Regions from separate parts of the Anas platyrhynchos genome. Here region 1 is linked to region 2. The links are chromatin contacts, called in public Hi-C maps. All regions are on one chromosome and are shown on one strand. The core of a region is the stretch at or near the end of the contact, and the rest is flanking DNA. Distances in the headings are between cores, read along the strand shown.

Region 1 (7,038 bases), core at 3,567-6,066, 98 kb after region 2:
TAAATAGAAAATTGCTTCGCTCCTTTCTCTCAGGACAGCACAGAAAACGGATCCAAATGAAAAAAAAAAAAGCGAGCAGCATGTATCTGGTAGACATAAACAGTGAAAGAAAGGCAATTCTGCTTTTCAGCCCCGCTGCAGAGCGAATGACCTTGGAAACAATGAAAGGCCTGGGGCCGGAGCCCAGTTCTGCAGCAGCGTGAGCTGTGTTTGGGGAAGGACTGGGGAAGACAACCTGGAGGAAGGGGCTCGTGCAGGCGTGAGTCCCCACCAGCTGAAACATCGCAGCTAGCACTGGGGGGAAGGAGCTCGCAGCCCCCAAACTGGTGCTGGCGTAGCTCTGCCTCAGCCACCCTCCTCCCCTCTGCCCACTCCTTGTTGTGTGCTGTCCCGTGTTTAAAAAGCTGTCCCCGTGTTTAAGATGCCATCCCCGCTTGGCACGGCGAGGCGATGCCACGTGGCCGGGGGGAGCAGCCCGAAACCTGCTCACCCCCGCCAACATTTGCCAGCGATGGAAACGCGGCAAGGAAATCAGAGCTAATTCACACGTGGGGGAGGAAGAAGGGGCTAAATTTATAACTAATAATTCACCCCGTCCTAATTGCACATCAAACCGCCGCACCAAAAACTGGCCAAATGGAAAGCATGTGTCGGAGCTCAGCCCGCAGCCGGCGGCATCGCCTGCGCCCCCCGAAACCACCCGCATCCCCTGGCTCCTCTGCGGAGGGGAGGCCGGGGGGGAAGATAACAAAGGTTTGGATTTGATCACGCTTTATGTCAGAGGGAAAAGCTGCTTTTCCTGCTGGAGCTGCCAAGGGGTTGATACCACCCAGCACACGTCTCACAACACCAGGCAGCCCTCCTGAACAGCTGCCATCGGCGCGGCACGGCGCGGCTTCCAGGGCGAGCTGCTGGGGCCGGGGCCTGCGTGCTCGCCAGTTCTTTGTGTGCTGTGATCAGGGAGAAAAAAAAAATCTTCTCTTTTTTTTTCCTGCATTGCTTCTTAGAAACGTCAGAAAATTAAAAAGAAAGAATATATATGAATATATATGTCTAAAATCCAGGGCAGACAGCCAGCAGCAAGGATGTGTTTCAGAAACACGGGATCCTGGACAGGATCCTGGAGCAGAGCAAAAGGGCAAGGCGTGCACGCCGGCCTCGGCGCAGTCTGCTTGGTGCTGGGGATGTTGTGTCCAGCTGTGGGACAGCTTCACAGAGCTGGACAGTGGGAGAAGAGCTGGAGAAGCTCCATCGCTCCTCTGCAGCTGGGGACAGGGTTGGGGGTTTGGGCACTGTTTTTAGGGCAGAGCTGGGGTAGGACGCAGCCCATTTGGGTTCCAGCCCCAAGCAGCTGGGCAATGACCCGCTGCTCCTCTGCGCCCCTCCCCGACCCCCAGGGCTTGTGAACTCGGTTGTTTTTTTATTTCATGGAGAACTTTTCAAGCTGAGCTTTGGAGACACAGCTTTCCCCTGCAAGAAGCAGGGAAACAATGAGGGGAGAAAAAGGGAAAAGCAAACCCCACCTGCTTCCTGTTTTTATTTCCCCCATCCCCCTCCTCTCTTTATTTTTTTAGTGCTCCCTGGTTATTTGGTAGCTCCTGCAACTTGTCCAGAAATACCTCTGCTAGTTCAGAGGCGTTTTGGAGCCCAGGAATTTAAGGAGGGCCTAGAAATTCCTAACCCAGCTTTAAACTTGCTAAGGACGGGTGAAGCGGCTCCCCGCCTTTCCAGCCTGTGTTCCTGCTCTCCTCGGAGTCCCCCTTCCCCTCCGCTCCCCAGGGGTTGCTGCCCTGGGCTTTTCCTCTCCCACCCCTCCACATGGGCAGCGCAGACATTTGGTGCACATCTGCGGCCGCGAGGTCGGGCTGCTCTCCTGCAAACCGTCCTCACACCCGAGAAGTCCGCAGCTGGGAGCACGTGGGCAAATTTCCATCCTGCTTCACCGAAGAGGGCGAAATCCCTGGCTGTCTGGCTGTGGCTGCAGGACTGGTTTGAGGTATCAGTCTGGAGATACAAACTCGCTCTGATCTCTGCCGGGTGCTTTGGCGTAGGAGGGGTGGTGCCTTGCTGCCCATCGCGTGCTGTCAGCAGCACTCGTTTTGGGACGGGGTGTCCCTAAGCTCTGCGTGGCTCAGTGAGAAAGAGACAAAGTTCCCCACTGGAAACAGTCCCTGAGAAAATGGTCACGATGGAAACTCACCCTGGAAAATCACACGTCACCTTCCCACCCAGCAGGCTCCGTGCCTGGAGGAGCCAGGGTGGCAGCGCAGCGGGAAGGATGCTTCGAGATGCCGCAGCGCTACCTAGAAACCAGCACGCATCTCCCACACGATCTGCACCGCTCGCCTCACAATAAACCAATATATTTTAACTATGACCCGAAATGTTGCAGAGGAACCTTTTGAGCCAGTCTCTTTGGTGCAATACAGATGCGTCCAGCCTGATTGTTATTGTACATGTCAGGGCTGTCGAAGCGCGGGATAAAGAAGGCCATTGTGCACCCACGGAGGGGACGGCTCGGATGATTAATGACCGCTCCCTCAATTCTCAGAAGAAGAGATGGAGGCAGGATAAGGCCTCTGCTCCGGCAGGGGCAGAGCCCCAGAAGACATCCGCTGAGCAAAAAAATGAGGAGGGCGCTCGGCACAGCGGGGCAGGGACCAGAGGCACCAGCCCCGAGGGCGTGCAGCCCGTGCCGGGGTGCTGAGCGCGGCGGTGCCGGCGGTGCTGCCGCTGGTGCTCCTGGCTTGTGCCACCAGCCCTGCTCCAGCCGATCTCCCTGCTGCTCTGCTCCCTCTGCACGGAGGGCAGCGGGTCTCGGCAGCGCGGATCATTGCCCATTGAGTAAGACGAATGGCAAAAAATCAGGGAAATTGCAAATTGATCTTTGCCTAACACACACGGCGACTTTGTTACCTATTTTTTTGAGCCTCTACGCAAATACCTCCCAGACTAATTCTAAGGCGTGCCAAAGTAAATTACATTTAGTTTGCCTTAAATAAACAATGACTCTTCCAGGAAAGGTTTGTCTCTTCTGGGCACTTGCATCATTTATCATTGCTCCACTGTTTTGAGTTGGCTGCCCTTTTAGGGTGAGATGTCTCTTGGTTTTAGTGTGCGCGCAACCATAGAAAGGACAAGGTCTTACCCCAAGAAAAATGTACTGAGAAGATGTCATTAAAGCTAATGAGAGTCCAGGCAGCTGCAGCTCATTAGAGATTGCCTGGGGCCAATTGTAACTGAGACCTTTAAATATACATCATAGTCAAATAAACAACATCATATTCGATCTGCAAAGTCTCTATCAGTTCCTGCATGGGCCTTATCGCTCAGCCGCACTTTTAGCTGAGAAAATGTTCCCTGTTCAATAACAAACTCGGAAGCGAAGGAGCCCATCGCACTTAGGAATGATGCACTGAGGAATGGGGGCGGGAGGAGGGACCTCTTTTTCTGAAAACACCATTTGAAGCTAATTGATTGCAATGGTAGGAGACACTCGGGGCTGGAGCTCTCCGCCCTGCCCCAAGGACTGTGGGAAAACAGGTCGAAGAACCTGCAAAGATGCTGAAGATTGGTGCTTTGAGCCGTGATTGAGCAATTTTGTTGTTGTTGTTGTTACTCCTTTCTTTGGCCCCGGGGCATGACTTTACTGTAAAAGAAAATGAGGGGTTTCTGACAGCACTTTCCATGTGTTGTTGTTACGAAGCATTTAGCGAGGAATTAGGGATTTACAAGTGGTGGGGGGGTTCCCCCTCCATCGGCAGAGCCCCCAGCCCGGCTTCCCGTTGTCGGGAACGCCGCTGCTGCTTCCTGTGGGGCCGCAGCCGTGGGCAGGCTGCGTGTTTCCGTGCGTCCTCACCCCAAATAGCTCCACGTGTGATTATTAAGTCCTTATCTCCGCAAGGAGTCACTGACACCGGGCGGCTTTCCAGGGAATGTTGCTCCCTTAATAGGCCATTACATCTCGGTAATAAGGGCTAAACTCTTCTGGGGGCATTTAGTTATAAATTAAGTAAAATAACACCACCGATCCTGCCCTTCTCCCCGTGCTCGTGAGGGGGTTTCTGATGTGGGTGCCTCCGACGCTGCCCAGCCAGGGACGGTGCTGGGATGTGCAGCTCTGCCTGGGTGGTGCAATGTCCCGTCCCGGCGCCGCCTGGGCGGCTGTAAATAACACAGATAACAATAAAATGAACAGTGGAGAGGCCGTGGCTGGGTTCATTGACTCCTGGCCCAAGAGCTGCTTCCCAGCGGAGGTCTCTGCACGCTCCCCCGACGCAGGGCGTCTCCCCGCTCCGTGCCCAGGACCTCCATGGGGTCCTGTTCAGCTGAGCACCCCAGGATGAAGCTGTGCCAGCGCACCCCAGCACTGCTCTGTGGAAGCACCAAACTGCCCTGCAGCTGCCTCATCGAGGATTAGGACTGGCACGTGAAGGACATGGGTGGCAGCAGAAGGAAAAATCAGGGACCAGGGGCATGGGGCCGGCCACACCTTCCCAGCCAAGCCTCACCTAACGCTGGCCACCTGGAGCAGCCTGGAGCTGGGGCAGATTGGCCTCATCCTGCCCACATACAGGAACACCTTCCTGCTTGCTGGTGCTGCCGGGTCAGCTTTGCACTGGGGTGGGATCCCAGGTGCTGCGACCCTGACCAGATGGAGAGCTTGTGCGCAGAGCTGGGGGTGGGAGGCAGGGGACCCTGCGAGCTGCCGGTGCTCGGGACGTGTCCCTGTCCCCCGGGAGCCAGGCACCAAGTGCTCCCCTGCTGCACGCCGTGTCCTTGGCCCTCATTAAGAGGAGGCTGCAGCTGCACTGGCCTGGGAAAGCCCCGCGGCCGCACGGTGTGCTTGCAGCGGAAGCCGCAGCGCTCCGGCTTCGGCTGGCTTTAAAGCCCCAATCTGGGGAGAGCCGCGCAAACCCTTCCACGGAGACCCTCCCATCGACCGAGAGCCAGGTATATTGATTTAATTTGCACCTGTGCATTTCTTGGCACGGAGCAGCCCGCTGCAAGCCAGGAGTAAATTCACTTAGGAGACTTCTGGCAGCAAGCTGCCCCGGCTGAGCTAAACCAGCGCGGAACAAAAAGAGTTCAACGCGCTTGGCTCCACGTGAGCCGTGCCTTCAGCCCTGCCCTGAGACGGGCGAAGAGAAAAGGAGGTGAAGGATTTGGGTGAAGGGTTGTGCAGCGTGCCACCTATGCCTCCTTACGGCAGCTCCTTGCTGCTCCCAAAGGCAGGGGGGATGCCCTGGAGGACCCCCCAGACCCCTCCTGCAGTGAGGGAGCCTCCTGCTGCTGACCTCCCCCTGGGGTCTGGGCAGCACCGTGGGGCTGTGGCAGGGTGCTGAGGCTCATCCTTGAGGTTTCATGCTCTGTTCCCTTCTAATCCCCATTTTCAATTGCTCTTATGTCATTTGGGCTAGAATTTTCCAGACGTGAGCCCCTTGAAAAGGTGGCTCTTTCCTTTCCCCCCCCTCCCCCTTTATTTTTTTTTGTAACCAAATGAAAACATCCAGCCAAATGTTCTGGCCGTGTCCATTTTCTTTCTTCTGCATACATTTTTTTTTTTTTCAGTGAGTATACAGCGAGCACAGATTTTTCCCATTATGCATTAAATACGGGAGAGCGTCACCTTTCCTGCTGCGGTGTCAGCGAGGAGAGGGCCCCTGGCTGACCGCCGCGGAGCTGGCAGTGGCAGGGGATGCTGCACCCACACCGAGCTCGGCTTCTCCAGCTCACCCAAACGCTGACCCCCTGTGGAGCCCTTTGGGTGCCCAAAAAAACTGCCCAGGACCCAGGCTGCGACCCTTTGAGGAAGGCACCTTGCAGAGCCATGAGTGCTTCTCCTTTATTAATTAATTCTTTGTGGAATCGGAGCAGCGGTGTGGGGGGCTGGCTGCTTTTTAGCTTCAGCCTGGTGTAGGGGCAAGTACAAAGCCCTCCAGATGTCTGAAGGCACTGGTTTCCAAACAGTGTTGGAAAATCAGCATTTTCAGGGCTTGTCGATGTTTTTATGCTGCTGCTGCTCATCCTCTCCCTGCTGCAGAGAGCTGGTCTCCCCGGTGAAGGCACCTCATGAGCATCCCTGCTTGGCTCACTGTGGCGCAGTGGGGCTGGGCAGCGCCCATCTCCGACCCCACAGAGGATGGTTCTGCAGCTTCTCCCTGGCAGCAAAGGGGTTAAACCAGTGGGGTTGAACTGGGGGGCCGGGGGGTCCCATCCGGGTGTGTGGAGCAGGATGGAAGCAGCCCCCCCGTCCCCGCCACCCCTCTCCATGATGTCACCTCCCCGCTCTCCCCGCAGAGGCGTTAAACGAGCCCACGTGCTAATTGGGGCCACGCAGGTGGGCAGCACCTGGAGGGGCAGGGGGGGTAACCTGGGGCTGCTGGGGGACCCCAGCCCCGCTGCCCGCCCCACCGGCGCCACGTGCCGCCCCCAGCCACCGCAATGCCCCGAGCAGGCGGTGGGCGAGGGGGGATCGCTTTGCAGCTTGGTTCTGCTTTGCTTCTCGCTTCCGACACCTGACGGGAATCTGGAGCAGGCGGCGGCTGCAGAAACTCCCCGTTACATTTTCCAGGCGTGAGCGGGTCGCCTGACGGCGCAGGGGTCGCGCGGGGCAAGCCCCAGGTGGAGGAGGCATTACTTCCCTGTGCTTTTTTTTTTTTGTGGTGAGGACAAGCACAGGGCGTCACCGCTGTGCCTTCTCCGTCCCCGTGTCGGTCCCCATCTGACCTTCGCACGCTGCCCCCACTCGATGCTGCTGGTGGGTGTGGGGTGGCCCCCAAACAGCCCCTTTCCTGCAGCCTCCCCTCCTCTGCAGAGCAGAAACGCGCACAAAGGAGGATCCTGCGTTTCTCCAATTAATGTAATTAAGAGAATTAAACTTTTGGAGAGAGAGAGTTTTTCATTTTCTTTTTATTTGATTAGGGAAATTCCCACTGCGTGCTTTGTGCAAATGAAAGCCAGGCTCCTTTCCATTGTTCGGCGGCCCCGGGAGGACGCCTTACCTTTCAATCTCGCACGCTAATGTGTTTAGAGTTA
Region 2 (7,618 bases), core at 2,871-5,370:
AGAGATGGAAGGGCAAGCAGCTTTTCCCAGAGTAGATGTTCGAGTTTGCTCTGTAACAAAGGACAAAGAAATCTGACCTAAAATGGAAGAAGAAAGGCATCCATGGTGTTGAAGAGAAGCTACTAGGGCTGAAGAACCTGAGCCTACAAACAAAAATGCTTCTGGGTAGTTAGGAACTAGGGGAGGTGCTGTGTATGGGGTTAAGCACATTGTACCTGTAGACAAACTCTATGCTTATAATTTTTAGTGTTTAAAAAGCTGTGTGAAAACCATACCAGTCACATGTCCCAGACAGGCATATCATGAATTCAGGGCTTTGTACCATCAGTGAGGTGGTGAACGTGTTGTGAGAGGACTGAGGAGACGGGGCTGGTAGCAGGTATTTAGCAAAAGCTGCCACTGCGAGGTGTTCTGCAGCCGCTGTTCCGTGCGTGCGGACCGATGCCAGGAACCATGCCTAATGCTTCCCACTCGCAGCAAGCTCAGGGCAGCCTGGCAGGTGTCCATCAGAGGTGCTCAACCACATCTGTGACGCTGTGACAGGTTGGGGAAAGCAGGGCAGGCACGGAGAATGGAGCAGGCACAATTCCCACGTCTGCCCCTAAGGCATGGCTTGACGTTGCCGGTCGGCTGATGTAGGGGAGGTCCCATCCCCTGTTCCTAGCCACAGCCTCTCACCTTTCCCTGGCATTCCTCTGTCATTCATCTTGCCATGCGGTGAAGTGATGCAGGGAGCCGTGCCAGCAGCACATGAATCATTCATTATGGTAAGGTTAGTGCTTTGGCAGACCGAATCCATGAGTTGGGCTCACAGAGGTCCAGTGAGCGGCTCTGCTGGCACAAGGGAAATGACAGCGGCCAGCCGGAACCTGGATAATCTGCCCACTGAGTCACCGAATCATAAAAATTCGTTTGGAAGGGGTCTCCGGAGATCATCAGGGCAAAGCGCCGACTCGAAGCAAGGATATCACCAGCACTACAATGGTGGTTGGAAGCACCAGCTCTTCTCAACTTGACTTTCTTTGCGTGTGAAGCAGGGGAAGCTGAGGGACTGTTCGGTGATGTATCTGGAGACCTGTGGGTGAAAATACTGCCTTAGCGTGAAGAACTTCTAAGACCATGCAATAATGTTGGCTGCTAAGCGTTGGAATTGTGTTTTTCCTGGCCTTCATATAAGTTTTGTGATATATGGACTAATGTGTTAGGTGCAAGGCTGAATTTGAGTATTGAGATTTCTAAGCAAGACTTTTGAAAAAAATACAGTGATGTGTCATTGAAGAAGGGGTGATAAACAGCCCCATATATTCATCTGTGCCTCAGTAGGTTTAACATTAGTGGTTGCCTGGAAGCTGTTCCTAATGGCTGTCATATTTATCTACCTAAACACAGTGATGTCAGAAAAGAGGGACCTTCTTTGCTCCTTTATAGTAGCCGTTTCAGACTGGAGCAGTTATAACCAGTTCCTTTAAAAAAATATTTACTTTTCATCAGACGTTTACATAACATGTTCTCCAAGGGAACAAATACTGTGTTTCAACATAGTTTGAAACATGAGAGATGGAAAAGAAGTTAATGAACAACATTTAAGTCAACATCAAAGCGCTTTCTTTCTCTAGTAAATACCCAGACCATCACATTATGTTGCAATAACAAGAAGTTCATGGTCAGCCTCTTTCAGCTCACTCTTTAGTACGTTTTTGAGACCACGTGCAAAAATCCTGAACTGCCCATGAAAGAGTTAACTGGAGTCAGGGAGCATTAATGCATACATACACCTTCAGCTGACCCCCATCTTCTTTGAGAGGTTCAGGGAAGACTTATGTTTAGATATTATAAATTATTTTTTATTTTTGTTTAAATTTTTATTTATTATTTATATTTTATTATTTTTATTATTATAAATACATAAGAAGGGAGAGCCCTAGAAGCCCCTCCAGAGGAGGGAAGAGCCTGGTGAAAAATACTGTGGGGTTCTTGTGAAAAAAAGACTGCCAGGCTAGCAAGAAAACAAAGGGTTGGAAAGGAAGAAATACTATAAGGCTGAGAACACTTCTGGTATCCTCAGCCCATGGCACGGGTCTTGCCTTGGAGTGCTGGGGAAGCAACAAAGCTTGTTTTCCTGTCTGGGGATGAGGATCTGCCCCTACAAATCTGTAGTCTTTGAATCCCAGCTGGCTGGTGTGAGGACACTTCACTAGCTGAGCAGACCTGAGGCTCAGTCAACTAGATGACTGAGTCTTGAGAAGAGCTACATCTTTGTAGACGTGCAGGTGGACTTTGTGATCCATACACGGACAGTCCCGAGCCATATAAGCCTGCCTTGAGTAGTACACAAACCTATTGCTGCGGCTTTTCATTTTATCAGAAGCTGTAGTCTTGCTCCGACTGCAGCAGGAATTAGCAGCAAACTGCCTGCATTCCCCTTCCCTGAAGAATATAAAAGCTACTGGCAGAGGTAGAAAAGAAATTACCACAGCAAAATCTGGAGAGCTCTGTGCACTTTCATGGGGGGAAGCAGGATTTGGGGACAAGGTGCTTTTTGACCCAGAACTCCAAGAGACTGAACAAGTGAAATTGTTTATCCCAGGCATATCTAACAAATGGGACATTGGGCTTGTGGTTGGAGAACAGCAAATAAAAATTAACAATATTTAAAAGTACAAACCACAGGGCTGCTGAATTTGTACCAGTAGCATGTAAGGAATAGCATGAGAGAGGGAGGGAAGGGGAACAAGAGGAAAGTGAAATAAAATACAAGTTTTTACCAACATTGGGTCGTGTCACACTGTTATTTTTAAGATGCTCCATTTTGATAGCCAGAGAAAACGTAGTAGGTGTCCTAGGTTTTAATGAAGTGTTTGATAGCTGCCACATGGGGAATTACTGAAGATATTACTTATGTGTTACAATTCTGGCTAAATGGCAGACAAAAATATGCTCTACAGGAAGGAATAATACCAGCTTGGAGGAGTGCTAATAGTGAAGTTTCCTGGTTATCTCAGGTTAGTCTTAAAACAGATCCTACTTTAATATATTCATTAATATCTTCAGCACACAGGTAGCAATGCACTTATGCAAGTTGCTTGTAATATTTAGAGGGTACATGAATAAGGAGGATCAGGATATTCTATGTGATGGGCCAGGTGACCTTGAGAACAGGAGTAACAGAAGTGGAATGAAATTTGACAAAGAAAAGAGGAAAGCTGAGCCATGTGGTTGGGGAGTTAGTGCTGTAAGCTCATCAGAAGCATACATGAAGGTACAGGAAAATGTGGGCATTTGGCCTGATTTTGGGATGATTGGACTGTCAGCAGGAGGCGTCTGAAAAGAAATTCTGTGTCTGATGATGTCTTGAGGAGCAGCAGACAGGGAAGTGTGAAGGCTACTGTTGAAGGAACTGGCATGACACCTGCAGCACCATATACTGGCTGCTCCTCCCGAGCTTCAGCCTATGTGGGTGTAGGAAAAGGCTTCTAAGATGGACAGAGTCCCTTAGGGTCCCTTATGCACAAGTAGACTAGGGAAGTACAGTTCTTTTATTCTCGTGAAATGAAGAAAAGGGTGAGTAAGAGCAAAGAAAGCTTTTGTTTTTTTCTTAGTGGCATGGTATATCCTTTCAGACATTGTTAGTCACTAAAAGCTGGACAGATTGTACAGTCTGTCTGTCTGAAGCAGAGCAGTTCACCCATGCTTCCTCAGCCCGTGTTTGTGTTGTGCAGTGATCTGGAAGCTCCAGGCACAGGCCTGTCCCTGTAGGCCCAACAACAGCCCTCGTTAGAGCAAAGAGTCCTAATCAGACCCATCTTTAAAAAAAAAAAAGAAGTTGTGGAGACAGGGAACGGCAATGTGGTGATAATTCCATCTCCCCTGTGTGGGAGGCCGGCGTGCAGTGACTGCAGAGCTATTAGGTATTTGTCTATGTATCCCTTCAAAAGGAGGGGTGGTAGATGCAGATAAAAAAAATCTCGTCGAAGATCTGCCATCACAGATGGAAAAAACAAATGGATGTAAAGTCACGTGAGTGTATACCCCATGCAGACCCTATGGCAAGGCAGATTTACGTACTGTGTCAGTAAGGATATGTACCTAAGTGCAATGGCTCCGAGTCGCAGGGGAAGGCAGGCCTGCAGCCTCCATTTTACAGACATGGGCCCGGAGTGACTGCCGGTGTCAGTGCTGTTGTACCAGTTGGCTTTCGGCCCAGTATTTTGGTTTGCTCGACCAACTATCTTTTCACCTTTGCTCACAAACAGCAGCAGATAAAAGTTGGCCGTCTCTGTGCTCTTGCTGGGGACTTAATCCCCAGCACAGGCTCACTTATCGGACCTCTGTACCCGAGGCAGCGTTAATTGGCGCGGATCCACCCGAGCGGAGGTCCCTGGAGCTATGCTGATTTCTACCAGAGAGTGTTCTGACCTAGCCACTCCATTTCTGTATGGAAAAGAGCTAATCAGATGATTCAGCGAGCTTAAATTAGTGATAAAAGATAACTCTCTGCTCTATTCATGAGCTGGAACCATATTTGTTGTGTGAGTATGTGCTGGGGAGGTGAGAAAGTTGTTCCCAAGACACCGCGATGGATTTATTCCATCTCCCCGGCTCTCTCGGGCCAGGCCGTGTTTTGTCTACACGCCGTGTTCACGTGTGAGATCCTGAGTGTCGGTGTCACAACCCCTGCTTAAGTGGCCTCTATTTTTATTAGCCTTACCTTACAAGATAAATAAATAACCTAGAAAGATAAATAAGCGGCAGCACAAAAAGCACAAAACCCACAGATTTGTCAAGGTGCAGTACCGACTCACCAACAGTAGATGGTACTAAGACATCTCCGGTAACAGCATTTTTCTGATGGATTTGAAAGGCCAAAAGAGGCTTAGATCTGAATCCGCTAAAAATCATACAAGCCAAAGGCTGTAGAATATCATCTCCTCAACATCAGAGGGTGTTTAGCAGCCCAGTCACGGCCATATGTCAGTCTGTTGAGCTTTGCTGAGTTCTCAGCTGAAAAACGACCATACAGGAGAGTGGCAGGAAGCAGAGCGGTTGTTATGAGACTTTGTGAATTTTAAATCTATTTTCAGGAGTTCATAAAAAATTCTCTCTAGCCTGCACTGGAGAAGCACTCTGAAAAATTATTGCAGAGATATGAAAGGCCAGGGTGGAAGACTTCTGAAATGCAGCAGCATAGGTTTTTACTCCTTGCTTTAACCTTTTTTTTTACCCTAATGATGTCTTCATTCTTGATCTTAATTATCTCTGAAGGAAGTCCTGGTCTCTCCTTCCTATGCATATAGGATCCTGCAAATGTCATTAAGTCACATTGTTTCGCTGCACTGGGGAGCCCAGGGAGCGTTTCTGCCATCCTCCTGCATGTGATTGACACAGATTTTTGTAACGGGTAGCAGTTCACCTGGACCGGTTTCCATGGTGCCGTTAAGCTGGAAGTGTGGGATCTGGCACTCGTTTGCTCAGAGCTGATGAGGAGTTGAAAGGGATTTTTCCCCTTGACCTCTTTGCTGAAGGTCATTAGTGCTAATCAATTTCCTTATTGGATTTCAAACAGTGAGGTCCTCTTCTTAGCTGTACCCTCTGAAATTTGCAATAAGGGCTGATACAAGAGATCAGCTCTGCAATATGACAATTTCTTTCAGCAGCCACTGAAAGGTAAACCCAATACTTGCTAACCAGTATGAACTGCTAGACACCTCTGCTTCTCCAGAGATAAGGTGAACTATGTTCTGTTGCAACCAGCTAGCGACATTCATGCACAGTATAAATAGAAAGGGATGAAAATGCTAAAGAATAGCTTTGGTTTTGGCCAGGAATGGTTTCAGTATAGCTGGCCCAGCCTTTGGGCAGGGAGCTTATATCAGATTCTCTCTCATAGCCTGTTTTATAAGTTTAAAGTAACCTTCAACTATTCATTAAAATATGAGACGCATATTTTCTGTGGCAGTGATAGGAACAAAAAGCATATTTTGTTTGCCTGTCTATCACTGTAGGCTAATAAAGCTTTGCACTGTGAAGAGATGCACCATTTATGTGCACAGTAATTGACAGAGATGTGGTAAAAGCCAGTTTGCCAGTGTCTGTTGACTGATGTTTTGAGCATGTTTTTGTATTGTCCTTGAAGTTAAGATTACCGAGCACTTACAGTATTGTGTGCTAGCCATTACATATATCCAGGTACGTGTGGCAAAAAAATTTAGTGCTTAAAATCAAAGCTAGCCATCAGTCCAAATCCCAATGAAACCAATGAAAGGTTCCTGTAGATTGTGGGAGAGAACAGATTGGGCTTGCAGAGTCTGACCAAATATACCATTGCAAATATACCATGCAAGGATGTTTATCCACTTCAGTGGGTGAACACAGCCAGGCTCTCTGCTTTCTCTGTACATATGCACCCTCTCTTCTGTACCCACACATATGTGTGTGTGTGTGTGCACATATACAGCTGCAAAAGACAGATCCCTGAAATCTATTCAAAAACATTTTTGAGGTTAGGACTCGTCTTCAAGGAGTTTTGCTTCCTCCTAGAACAGTCAAAATTAATAAACTTTTAGTCTAAGAACATACACCAGGTTTCAGTTTAGCAGTATCTGTCAGAAACAAATGCACTTCGTTAGATTTTTTTTTCCAGATAGCTGTGAAATAAATAATGTAAATATCCTTACTTCCAGACAGGCAAAACATATTAAAGAAATGGTTAAATATACCCGTGAGAGAGCTACCAATCAACACTTTTTTTACTAGTTTTGTTTTGCATTCTTTTCTGACTAGTATATTCATGACCAGCTGTTTTTAGAGCTAGTAAAAATTCTCAAGCTCACATTAGGAAGGGTTTCAGTTACATGATCTGTAGCTACAGTTGTTAGAACACTTGGCATGGCATTTAAAAATGAGAAAATTGTTTTTATTGAGTAAAGCACCAAAGCTCTGAAACAATATTTCACTGGACTTACAGAAAATGTTTTTGAACTTTGCCATTAATGACCAACTGACAGGCAATTTGGTAGGCAGGGAGTTTCCAAACGTGACTTGAAGTAATGCCCATTTAATCTGGGCGAACGTTAGAAATTTCAGTGCACTTATATGGGAAGGACTTGTACCAAATTGCCCTTGACCAGTATTTCCTTATCCGCACTAATGTGCTAGCTCTTCTGTCCCAAGAGTTGCCTTCACATGGCGGTGAAGCATACATGCAACAAAAGCCTCCCTTGTCTTTGTAGGTCACCTTAAATAGCGAGAATAGCAAAGTTTAGTCAAATTCTAGCAATTTTTGCTCTTCAATGTGCCCTGGCTAATAACGTTTCTTGTTTCCTGGGCAGAAAGTACCTATCTGGTGTACCATCAGTCTGTCTCTGCCAGGCAGCTTGTGCAAGCCTCTGTCTCCATTACGGAGGGGAGCACAATAAGAAGCGTGTTTGGGCTGTGCTGATAGAGGAACTGGGGCCTATAACGGTGCAGAGGCTTGTTGCTCTCTCAGATTACTTCAGACTCCAGAGAGAAAATAAATACTGAGAGTTAAAAGAATGTATGAAATTCAGAAAGGCTACAGGAAAAACTAGCCTGCCATTCTCCGAGCAGCAAAACTAATGAAATAAGGATGGATGATTTT

Evidence for each region. Hi-C and Micro-C count contacts between places; a contact is called where the count stands out from the background.
Region 1: a contact with region 2 is called in a Hi-C map of skeletal muscle, with 3 times the contacts expected there. The contact joins two enhancer-like sites. A contact is called at or near these places in 2 of 8 Hi-C or Micro-C datasets (liver and skeletal muscle).

The regions. Positions count from the first base shown.
Region 1 is chr9:9,099,260-9,106,297 of IASCAAS_PekinDuck_T2T, forward strand. All of the region lies in intron 9 of SENP5 (SUMO specific peptidase 5), which reads left to right. Among named protein-coding and RNA genes, the nearest start is that of SENP5, 52 kb to the left of the region's middle. Within about 2 kb of position 4,817, at least 5 of the 8 cell types and tissues checked have an H3K27ac peak or open chromatin away from gene starts, as enhancers often do.
Region 2 is chr9:9,002,206-9,009,823 of IASCAAS_PekinDuck_T2T, forward strand. The region is part of intron 5 of LOC110353630 (a long non-coding RNA gene); the gene reads left to right. All of the region lies in intron 1 of LOC106018674 (a long non-coding RNA gene), which reads left to right. Among named protein-coding and RNA genes, the nearest start is that of AHSG, 14 kb to the left of the region's middle. Within about 2 kb of position 4,121, at least 3 of the 8 cell types and tissues checked have an H3K27ac peak or open chromatin away from gene starts, as enhancers often do.